2 separate regions of the Zea mays genome follow, and region 2 is linked to region 1. The links are chromatin contacts, called in public Hi-C maps. All regions are on one chromosome and are shown on one strand. The core of a region is the stretch at or near the end of the contact, and the rest is flanking DNA. Distances in the headings are between cores, read along the strand shown. Region 1 holds the start of LOC100217092 (nuclear ribonuclease Z). Region 2 holds the start of LOC100192639.

Region 1 (5,263 bases), core at 1,380-3,879:
GGTACCCTAGGACATTTCCGAGACCAGCGGGAACGATTTGTAATGGAATCCCACCGGAGGGAGGCACCAAGCCCTCGGACCCTATCGAATGGGTCCGAGTCCAGCAAATCACCTGCATGTACTTTTGGAGCGCGTCTCTGGGCCACTAGCCGACCCTTATCGAACGGGGCTCGGGCGTCCACTCGGATCACCCATTAGCAACTCACCGGAAACACCATGTTCGGTGCCCTCCGAGGGTAACATGGCGCTTTCCCCCCCCCCCCCCTTCCTCCTCGCGGAGAGGCGACGAAGGGGCGTACAATAAAAGTCGAGACGATCCTTGATCGTCCTCTCGCTCCGTGCAGAGGCTCAGGGGCTGCTCTCGCGCCAGGCTACGGCCAAACTGTTGACCACGTCAACAAACCAGCTCAAAAACTCGGAGCCTGACCGTGCACCCGGGCTACGGCCAGGCCGTATGAGGGAACAACAAGGCTGACCGAGGCATCACAAAAAGGATTAAGACCACAGAGGAGTCAAACCACTCCTCCGAGGCCTCGGGGGCTACACCCGGCGGGTGCGCTCGCGCGCACCCACCGGAACAAAGCATAACCGAGAAGGGTCGGTCCCCTTACAAAAAAAATCCGGCAGAACCTCCAAGCGAGTACCTACACTCCCTTCGAGGCTCAGGGGCTACTGTCGGGGACCGTAATTAGGGGTACCCCCAATGCTCCTTAATCCGACTGGAAAACATCTTCAGAACAAACCATAAACGACTGATGAAGCGCATGCCTCGTCTACCAAGGGACGCAACCTCATCCGAGCCCAGCCTCAGGCAAGGACGGTAGTCCCGGACGGATTCACGCCTCGACCGAGGGTCCCCTCAGTCAGCAGACGCACCCTCGGTTCGCCCAAAGCCTAGCGCGGGCAGACTTTGTCGTGCAGCGACCTCGCCCAAATCGCCTTACCAACCGACCATATCGCATGCGCATTTAATGCAGGGATCGCCTGGCACCTTATCCTGACACACGTGCCTCAATCGGCAAGGTCGAAGTGACCGCAGTCACTTCGCCCCCCTTACTGACCGTTCTGACAGGAAAACAGCGCTATTCACCCTGCTCCGGCAACTGTGCCAGCCACCAGGGAAAGACTGACAACAGCAAGTCACGACCTCCCCTGAGTCCGGCCTCGGGCGCAACAGGGAGCTCCGCCTTGCCCGACCCTAGGCCTCGGCCTCAGCCTCGGCCTCGGGAGAAGGACTTCGCCTCGCCCGACCCTGGGCCTCGGCCTCAACCTCGGCCTCGGGAGAAGGTCTCTGCCTCACCCGACCCTGGGCCTCGGCCTCAGAGGAGTCGTCGCCTCGCCCGACCTCGGCCCCGTATCAACTACGCTACTAGGGACCCATCATTACCCTACCCCTAGCTAGCCGCCTCAGGCTACGAAGGAACAAGACCAGTGTCCCATCTAAGTTACTCCGGTAACAGGTAATGATGGTTCCCCGTGTGCGCCCATGACGTCGGGTGCTCTCAAACCCCCTACAGAAGCAAGGAAACGTCAGCAAGATCCATGCCGCACCGCCAGCTATGCTTCTACAGGGCACAAGGCACTTCTCCGACGGCCACGTTGGTACATCTACAGGGCTCAAGGCACTTCTCCGACGGCCACGTTATTACCTGTACAGGGCTCAAGGCACTTCCCTGCCAGCCACGTTAGCACATAGCTACACCCCCATTGTACAGCTGGGCATCTCCTTGTATCTATAAAAAGGGATGTCCAGGGCCCCATGGAAAGGGAGGAGCGGGAGGGGGAGAGACGAACGCGCGACGTACGAACACACGGACGCGCGATGCAGACGAGCGGAGGCAGGCAGAGTAGGAGAGACGCGGTAGAGGCAGCCTCAGACAGCTCGCCTCAAGGTCGAACCCTCTCTTTTTCTCTCTCTCGTTCTCGCTCTCCCGTAACGCTTGTAACCCCTACTACGAGCACCCCGGTGCAAGATAACATAAGCATTATTTCCCTCTTATGTTCCATCTTGCATCAAACCATCTGGGCAGGGACACGCAGCAACAAATTCACTAGTCGGTCCGGTTGAGGGTCCCCCGGGTCCGAAACACCGACAGGTTGAGGTTCGTGTTCAGTACACCTTTATCTTTCATCAATGCGCTTGTGTCACCCTCCATCATGTATGAGTATGTACTAGACGTGTTGTCTTATCCTTTCTGATACGTGGGTTGTTATTATTGAGACTCTGTTGTCATGCCCCCTTGGCACTATAAGCATGGCGTAAATATAGGTCTTGTTGGAGACGGTGTACGACTACCTACACCAACTTACTTAATCTCGTCATATATTTAAACTAAGGAACAATTGGATCTATACCATTAAAAGATCCAAACTTTAGATATATACCATGGACTCCACATGTCATTGACTCATGTGGACCCATTTGTAAGTGAGATAGTAATGGTATGGATCCAAAGTGGTGATCTTTTAATGGTATGGATCCAAATTTCCCTTAAACTAACGGTGTAACGATATGCACTCAACTACAGCGAGGCTAGCAGATATTGCAACAATACAGGGGCGGCGATGCAAATACAACTCGTTATCCTCCAGCATGCTCTGGAGCTCACCGTCTCACCGAGTCCAAAACCCAGAACCCCGCGGTCCCGACTCTCGCCATCGGCGACTCGCCACCGTTCATCCCGCCTCCCGAATTCGCAGCTTGTAAATGGTTACCGCCTCTCTCTTCTCCCTCCCATCGCTCCGTGTCCTCTCCCGCACCTCTGCCCATGGCCCCCGGTTCCAGATCCTCGCCGCTAGGAAGCCAGTGGAGTCCTCCACCGCCACCAGCGGCAGCCGCAGAGGCGGAAGCAAGGGGGCTGGGCTTCTGTCGGTGTTGGACCGCGCGATGGCGGACGAGGAGGAGTACCGGCGCGCGCGCGCCCAGGTGCAGCGCAAGGGCGTGGAGGTGGAAGGGTACGCCATCGAAGGGATCTCGGTGGGCGGGCACGAGACCTGCATCACCGTGCCGTCGCTGAACGTGGCGTTCGACATCGGCCGCGGGCCGCAGTTCGCCGTCAGCCAGGACTATCTCTTTATCACCCACGCCCACCTCGACCACATCGTGAGCGCCACGGGCCCTGTTTTCATATTTGCAGGCTCTATTTCTGCTTTTGCTTTGTTTGCTTATACACCTCTAACACCTAAGGTTTACATGCGCCATTGCTAAGTCCAGCTCTTACAAAACTACTATAAAACTATTAATGACGCACTGATGATTACCACAATACCACATCAATTTCTGCTGTGCTGATCGTGCAGGGTGGTCTTCCAATGTACATAGCTACCCGTGGCCTCTACAACTTGAAGCCTCCTACTGTGTTTGTACCACCCTGCATCAGGGATGATGTCGAGGATCTGCTTCAAGTCCATCGTAGAACGAGTCAAATTGAGCTAAAAGTTGAATTAGTTGCACTAGATTTGGGTATGGATATTGCTTCATTACTGATTTGTATTTTTTGCTGCTTGTTTGTTTCCTTATAATGCAACGACTTCTTTCAGGAGAGACATATGAAATACGTAATGATCTTGTTGCCAGGCCATTTCAAACGTACCACACTATACCCAGCCAGGTACTTCTTCTTAGAGCTAGCAGACATTTATTTTTTGTTATTTGTCACGATTTAATGCCTATTGATATTATCCATCCCATGAACGGTGTAAAGGGTTATGTCATCTACTCTATTCGAAGAAAGTTGAAAAAACAGTATGCTCATTTGAAGGGTAGTCAAATAATGAAACTGAAGCAATCAGGAACCGAGGTGAGCTGTGAGGTGCTTTGAAACTGGACCCTATTGCTTAGGAATATCTCCCACATGGTATTCACAACATGTTTTAATATTAGATTACGGATACCATACTGTACCCAGAAGTTGCCTTCACAGGAGATACAAAGTCTGATTTTATTCTTGACCCAAGAAATGCAGATGCCTTGAGAGCAAAGGTTCTCATAACTGAGGTATTGTGTCTTTACACATCCAGTATTTGTTCTTACATACTGTAAATGAAGAAATAATTGCACTAGCCTGTTCATCAGATGTACTTCAAATATGAAACATGAAGAACAATTTGAAGTTCTTCGCGTTTTTTTATTATTGGTACCAACATAGTTTTGCACTCTTCAGGCAACGTTCCTAGATGACCATGTTGATGTTGAGCATGCTAGGGAACATGGCCACATGCATCTTTCTGAGGTGACAATTTATGTGCCATTACTCCCTCAACCTGCCGATGAGGCTTTTGGAACTCCTGATGAATATAAGAAATTATTACTGTTTTAGTTGCTAACTGACACCCACTATGTCGTGTATAGATAATGGAGCATTTCCAGTGGTTCAGGAACGAAACAATCGTACTCACTCATTTCTCAAATCGATATAGTCTTGAGGTATGTAGCCAACCCATGAAATTTGTCAATGGTCACTAATCTGACCCAAACCATTGTCAATTGCACCACTAATCTGACCCAAATTATGATTTTGTAGGATATTCGCCAGGCTGTTTCCAGGCTACAACCTAAGCTAAATTCAAAGGTTGTTGCTCTAACAGAAGGCTTCAAATCTGATTATAGATAAGTGTATATAAGTAGAACAGCTTGTGTTTCTCTTTCTAGCCCTGATTTACTGAATGTATGTTAACATCAGGAACCGATTAATTTGTTAAAGAAAAAAAGGTGCCTACTTAAGTACTTATAGATATGTCTGTTGTGTGCTCAACTGTAATTCCATTATTATTTATCTATTTATTTCCTGTCCGAAGTTCAGAACTTTGTACAGCTAATTGAACATTTTGACAAGAAAGGTACTTGCACAAGTTGGAGATCTGTAAAACATAAAATTTTCTCAGACATTCTCCAGTTTCCAAAACAAGGTGGAAGAACCGTGTATTACAATGCTTTGGGGAACTGGACAGCGGGATACGCAAAGTGCATATACTCATGCTCATGGAGTCCTGCATAGAATGGAATATGATCGACAGGCCCTGAAGTGGCATATGGTACATTCCAAGCAACCATCTATGCAGTGACTAGTGTTTTTTTCTCTCTGTGTCACTCATTTCTTCTAGCCGTCTTGACTAGTTTCTTTGGATCAACTTCTTCACTTACATCCTCTGTGGACTCATCATCAGTGGAGTACTCATCAGGATCTTTGCGCGCCGGGATGATGAAGACATCAGATTCGTCAGGCAACCTGAAGCTAACCCTCCTGACAATGCTGTTCTGGCT
Region 2 (5,165 bases), core at 891-3,390, 210 kb before region 1:
TATTAACATGTAAGAAAGCCTATTCAGATGAGTGAAATGGTCATGCTGACTGCGACATGTTACTAAATGAAAAAATATATATATTTCAACTTGGCGTTGTCATTATGATTTGAAACATCTGATGGTATTGCCTCTAAGTCTAGTGGATCAGAAAAACAATATTATTAGAACCAAAGTGCCCATCAACTGTCAACTCTAAAACATGAGACTTGATTGGATATTCCATAGCCAACCAGGAAGATGTTATTATAGAATTAATCTAGAGGATTTATGCATGGTGTCCACATCGATGAGTACTAACTATTCAGTTACTATTACTAATGTCCAATTACATGTCCACATGGATGAGTACCACTTTTACACCTGCATTCACATAAGAGTACAAGACTCTACTGGAACTGAATGTGGTAGCATCAGTGAGAAACGATGAACTTCCTTATCTATAACAAATATCATAGTTTTTAGTACTCAGACAACAAAACAGATCAGAATAGCTAAACTAAAAAAAATATGCATGTTTTTTTACTTTCTTTTATTCATTTACTAACTCAATAAATGTTAACTTGAAGCTAAAAAACACAGACAACTAGTGGACAAAAGGAGTAGAGAATAAAGAAAATTCACAATCAACTAATCAAGGACATAGATTTTGCATTTTACCTTCCACCACATGTAGCAATAACCCATTGCTCCAACTGCTGCTGCTGGCAGTATGTAGGATGATAAACTGCCTGAGAAGGAACAAGCAAATAACTGGTAAAATAATATAAAACCCGAATACACCAATAGCATTTACCCACTTTATAGTAAACTCTACAAGCTAAGAATCAACATGTATGCAATTCCATAATAATCGGGCATCATCTATCACTCATTGCTAACTTCAGCACTGAACATGATTTCAAGAGTTTTTAGCAGAACTACTATGCGGGTGATCTCCTTTCAGATGTAGATGGTTTAGAAGTGTACATAAGCTTGCAGGGGCTTAAGGAACTGTTTATTTAATCTTCTGTGAGCACGAACATCCATAGAAGAACTATCTGAACTGAAGCTAAAGATTTGCATGAAATGGTAATTTGTACACATTAAGTGCATCATGCAAACAGAACGAGTACACAGTGAAACGATACAGACCTCCCGAGTCAGATTTGCCATTCAGTATGGTAATGGGCTTTGACAATGTCAAATCTCTGACTTCTTGCGCTAAATTCCGAATCTAATATCAAGCACGAGCATGCAAAGTTAAGTAGAAATGAATAATTTTACCGAGATGGAAAGAAGCAAGAGAAACTTCTAAGCAGATGCTGACACTGAGATAGTGAGATGTAAGATGTATTCCATATGAGGAAGAGCATACCTGAGCTTGAATAAGTGCAATGTCATAGGGACCCGAAGAAGTTCCTTGATTTACACCCTTCATAATCTCCTAGAAACACAAAAGGTACATCATTGCCTTAAATAAACATTTACTAGGAAGTTTCAGAGCATACCATCAAAATCTGTATGATATGTATCAGGAATCACTAACTAGTGAAGCATAAGTTATGGTACGCAAAACTTCCGAGTGCCAATTGGGCGTTGATGTAATTTTATCACATGGTGTTAATCACATCCACATATAGACAGAATCAACGCTTCTAGTACCCCATCGCCAAGTCATTCAAAAAATATCAGGTATCAGCTATCTGACAACGCTCAACTATCCAAACCGTATGAAAGTGCGTGTAATCAAAATGAACATATTTTTTTCGGGGTTGGGTGTGGGGGGTATACCGACCTGGAGTTCTCCCAACACATCAGATAAGCGGCCATTCCGCAGCAGGATCGAGCCCGTCATCCCTGCGAGGACACCATTTCACCACGTAAGGTGTCGAAACAACAGCCGATTGGGGAAAATAGCATCAAATCCGAGAGAGATTTGATGGGGGCGAGAGGTCGATGGCGGTGATGAGAAGAGGACCTGCACCGACGAGGATGAGGACCTTGGAGGTCGCGACCCCCGTCTGCATCGCCATGCCTCACCGCTCTCGCGCTTCACCGGCACGCCTCTGGATGATTCTAGAAGGGGCGGCGAGTAGAACGAGGAGGAGGAGGCGGTCGGATGTCGGAAGCTTCAGGAACAGGAAGGGGAAAGCTCCCGAGCAACCGAGCGAGAAGGGTGCCTGGACCCGGGACCGGGACCTGAGAATTTCGTGTGTCACAAACAAACAGGGTGAACCAGTTGTGAAATGGGACCACGTGTCAGTGAAGAGGTGAGTAGTAGTATTTGTGAGTTGTGACTCGAGAAATGCCGCTGCGGGCTGCGGCCTAGCCACAGCCACGTCAGCAATGTCGAAAGTCGAAACCAACCCCACTCCACGTCTCCCCCAGGAGAAGCGACCATTCAAAGCCGCCGGGAGCTCGGCGTCACCGCCGCGAGCTCGACACCTCGACACCTCGTGCCGCCGCAGCGCTTGCTTTCGTCCCCCTTACGCCACTCCCACTTGGCCACTTCAGCCACCATCTCCCTGAAGCTAGTGGCTAACCTCCTCACCGCCATGGGCACCCCTCTCCTCATCCCCCTTCTCGTCACCCTCCAGCTGTTCACTACCTCCTCCCCCGCGGTCGCGTCGTCACACATCTCCGCCATCATCTCGCAGTCGGGCCTCGACTTCGCCAAGGACCTGCTCGTATCCCATGCCGTTGCGACCCTCACGCCCATGAACGTGCCGGACATCGAGAGGACCATGAGCATACCCCTCGTGGGCACCGTCCGCATGGCCGCATCCGGGATTGTGCTCCACGGCCTCGCCGTCACCAACTCCACCGTCGCTGTGGGGGACGCGGGTGTTGTCGTGGCCGCCTCGTTGGCCAGCGCGAACCTCACCATGGAGTGGAACTACTCGTATGACGCCTGGATTGTGACCATATCCGACAGCGGGAATGCTTCGGTCCAGGTATAAATGAGGGGAACATATACTGTGCAGTCATATTAGTGCAACCGTGCAATTAAGCAATGATGCATCGATCCAATCAAAATCCAACTATGATTGCTATTTTAGGTGGAACATGGTTAGATGCAAAACAGTCCTGTTTGGTTGATATTCGATATTCCATCAGTTATGTTCCCCAAGGCGTGGCTTGCTGATTGGTGGCTGTTAATTGAATCATAAGATACTGCCCGTTTTTTTAATATACTGAGTAGGAGATATACGCATCTTTTATGCTATTAAGTATAGACTGATCGCGCGACACTTGAATTTTGGAATATCTATTTTCTGTCAGATGTCAGAAGTAGAATCAATTATCTTAGAAGTGGGTGCTAATTCACACCTATTACTATATTTAAAATGGGATTAATATAAACACTCTATTTTTCTCGAAAGCGCAAGAGAGCTGCGCGAAAATATATTAAGAAGAAGTAAAAGGTCCAAAAGGACCCCAAGATACAGATAAGGCCGACCTACGGCGGCCAATAACAAGCATAAATGAAACCATCCATGACAAAAACACTGCTACCAGAACAGCACTACATCTATCTAGCTAACAGGTAGACCTGGGATAGGGGCAGTAAGCAAGGACAGCTTCTTTGCACCAGCCATAACCCAAAGATCAATCTCCAAACCAACACTTCTAATAGCAACAGCAACACTAGGACTCTTATTGTCAAAAACGTAGCCATTGCGATGTTTCCAAAGGGTCCAAACACCAAGAATGACAAGAGAATTAAGACCATTTCTTGCAATCCCAGGAGTCTTGGTGATCAAGTCTTGCCACCAATCCATAAAAACCTCTTCACAGGACTGATGGGCCAAGTGTTGTAGATTTACAAGAAGAAGCAGCTTGAACCAAAATTCTCTAGCAAAAACGCAGCCCAGCAGCATATGATTTAAGGTTTCCTGATCCTGATCACATAATGGACATCTCTCCGGATGATCCATACCTCTTCTTTGCAACCTATCAGCTGTCCACACCTTCTTGTGAGCGACCAACCACATGAAAAATTTAGATTTCGGAGGAGCCCAAGTCTTCCAAATTATATGAAAAGGCTCAAACTCAATTGACCCAATAAAGAAACCCCTATAAGCTTCCTTGGAAGAATATTTTCCATTGGCAGCAAGGCGAAAGAAATGCTTGTCTTCAACATGAGGTCTTAGCTGAACCAAATCTAATAAATCCCACAAGAGGAGATACTCGTTGATAACACCCACTGAAAGGCCCCCTGAATGTCTGAAATCCAGCTGTGATTGGAAAGGGCGTCCAATACTGTTCTCCGATTAGTCCTTTGCTTAGAAATAGTTCTGAATAACCGTGGAGTCAAATCTGCAATTCTATGTCCCGACAGCCACCTATCTGTCCAAAAAAGCGTGGAAGCACCATTACCAATATCAGTTTGCATAGCCATTGAGAAGAAATCTTTTACTTTCTTAGGAACTTGGATGGAAATAGAAGTCCAAGGGCGAGTTGGATCAGTTTTTGCCAACCATAACCAGCGCATTCTAAGTGACCAAGCAAGCTCTTTTAAGCTCGAAATATCAAGGCCACCCAGCTCAATAGGCCTGCAAACAGTCCCCCAGGCCACATGACAGTGTCCACCTCTTGCATCTTTCCGCCCTCTCCATAAAAACCCACGACGAATCTTGTCAATAGCTTTGAGCGCCCAAGCTGGAAGATCCACAGCCATAGCAAGATAAATGACCATCCCTGTGAGAACATACTGGACGTGGATTTTATGACCAGATTTAGTCAATAAATCAGCCTTCCAACCAGCAAGTTTATTTGCAATCTTATCAATGATGGACTAAATCTGATCTCTAGTGACCTTTTTAATAGCTAGCGGTAGACCCAAGTACCGACAAGGAAAATCAGCCACCTCGCAAGGTAGCAAGTCATGAAGCACAGCAAGGTCTTGATCGTCACATCTAATAGGATATACGCTGCTCTTCTGGACATTATTACATAAGCCGGAAGCCTCTCCAAAGAGGTGAAGAATATCCAAAGTAATATTGATATCCAAAGCAGTCGGACGAAGAAATATCACCACATCATCAGCGTATAACGAAATCCGGTGCTGCAAAGTCCGTGGGGCAAGGGGCTGCAGCAGCCCAACTTGTTCAGCTCGGTTAAATAAGAATACCAAAATATCCATGACCAAGATAAACAGAAAAGGGGACAAAGGATCGCCT

What was found. A called contact is a pair of places that touch in the nucleus more often than the background predicts.
Region 2: a contact with region 1 is called in a Hi-C map of tassel, with 6 times the contacts expected there. The contact joins the promoter of LOC100192639 here to the promoter of LOC100217092 in region 1. A contact is called at or near these places in 4 of 25 Hi-C or Micro-C datasets (ear, endosperm, root tip and 1 more).

The regions. Positions count from the first base shown.
Region 1 is chr7:137,202,531-137,207,793 of Zm-B73-REFERENCE-NAM-5.0, reverse strand. LOC100217092 (nuclear ribonuclease Z) reads left to right here and starts at 2,629. Exons shown (of 10, transcript NM_001143461.1): 1 at 2,629-3,103; 2 at 3,301-3,463; 3 at 3,541-3,611; 4 at 3,705-3,800; 5 at 3,884-3,997; 6 at 4,164-4,232; 7 at 4,352-4,426; 8 at 4,524-4,571; 9 at 4,885-5,034. The coding sequence starts at 2,708.
Region 2 is chr7:137,408,005-137,413,169 of Zm-B73-REFERENCE-NAM-5.0, reverse strand. LOC100192639 reads right to left here and starts at 2,140. Exons shown (of 12, transcript NM_001137853.1): 1 at 1,961-2,140; 2 at 1,778-1,839; 3 at 1,358-1,426; 4 at 1,135-1,216; 5 at 661-731. The coding sequence starts at 2,015. LOC100281751 reads left to right here and starts at 2,296. Exons shown (of 6, transcript NM_001154671.1): 1 at 2,296-2,936. The coding sequence starts at 2,538.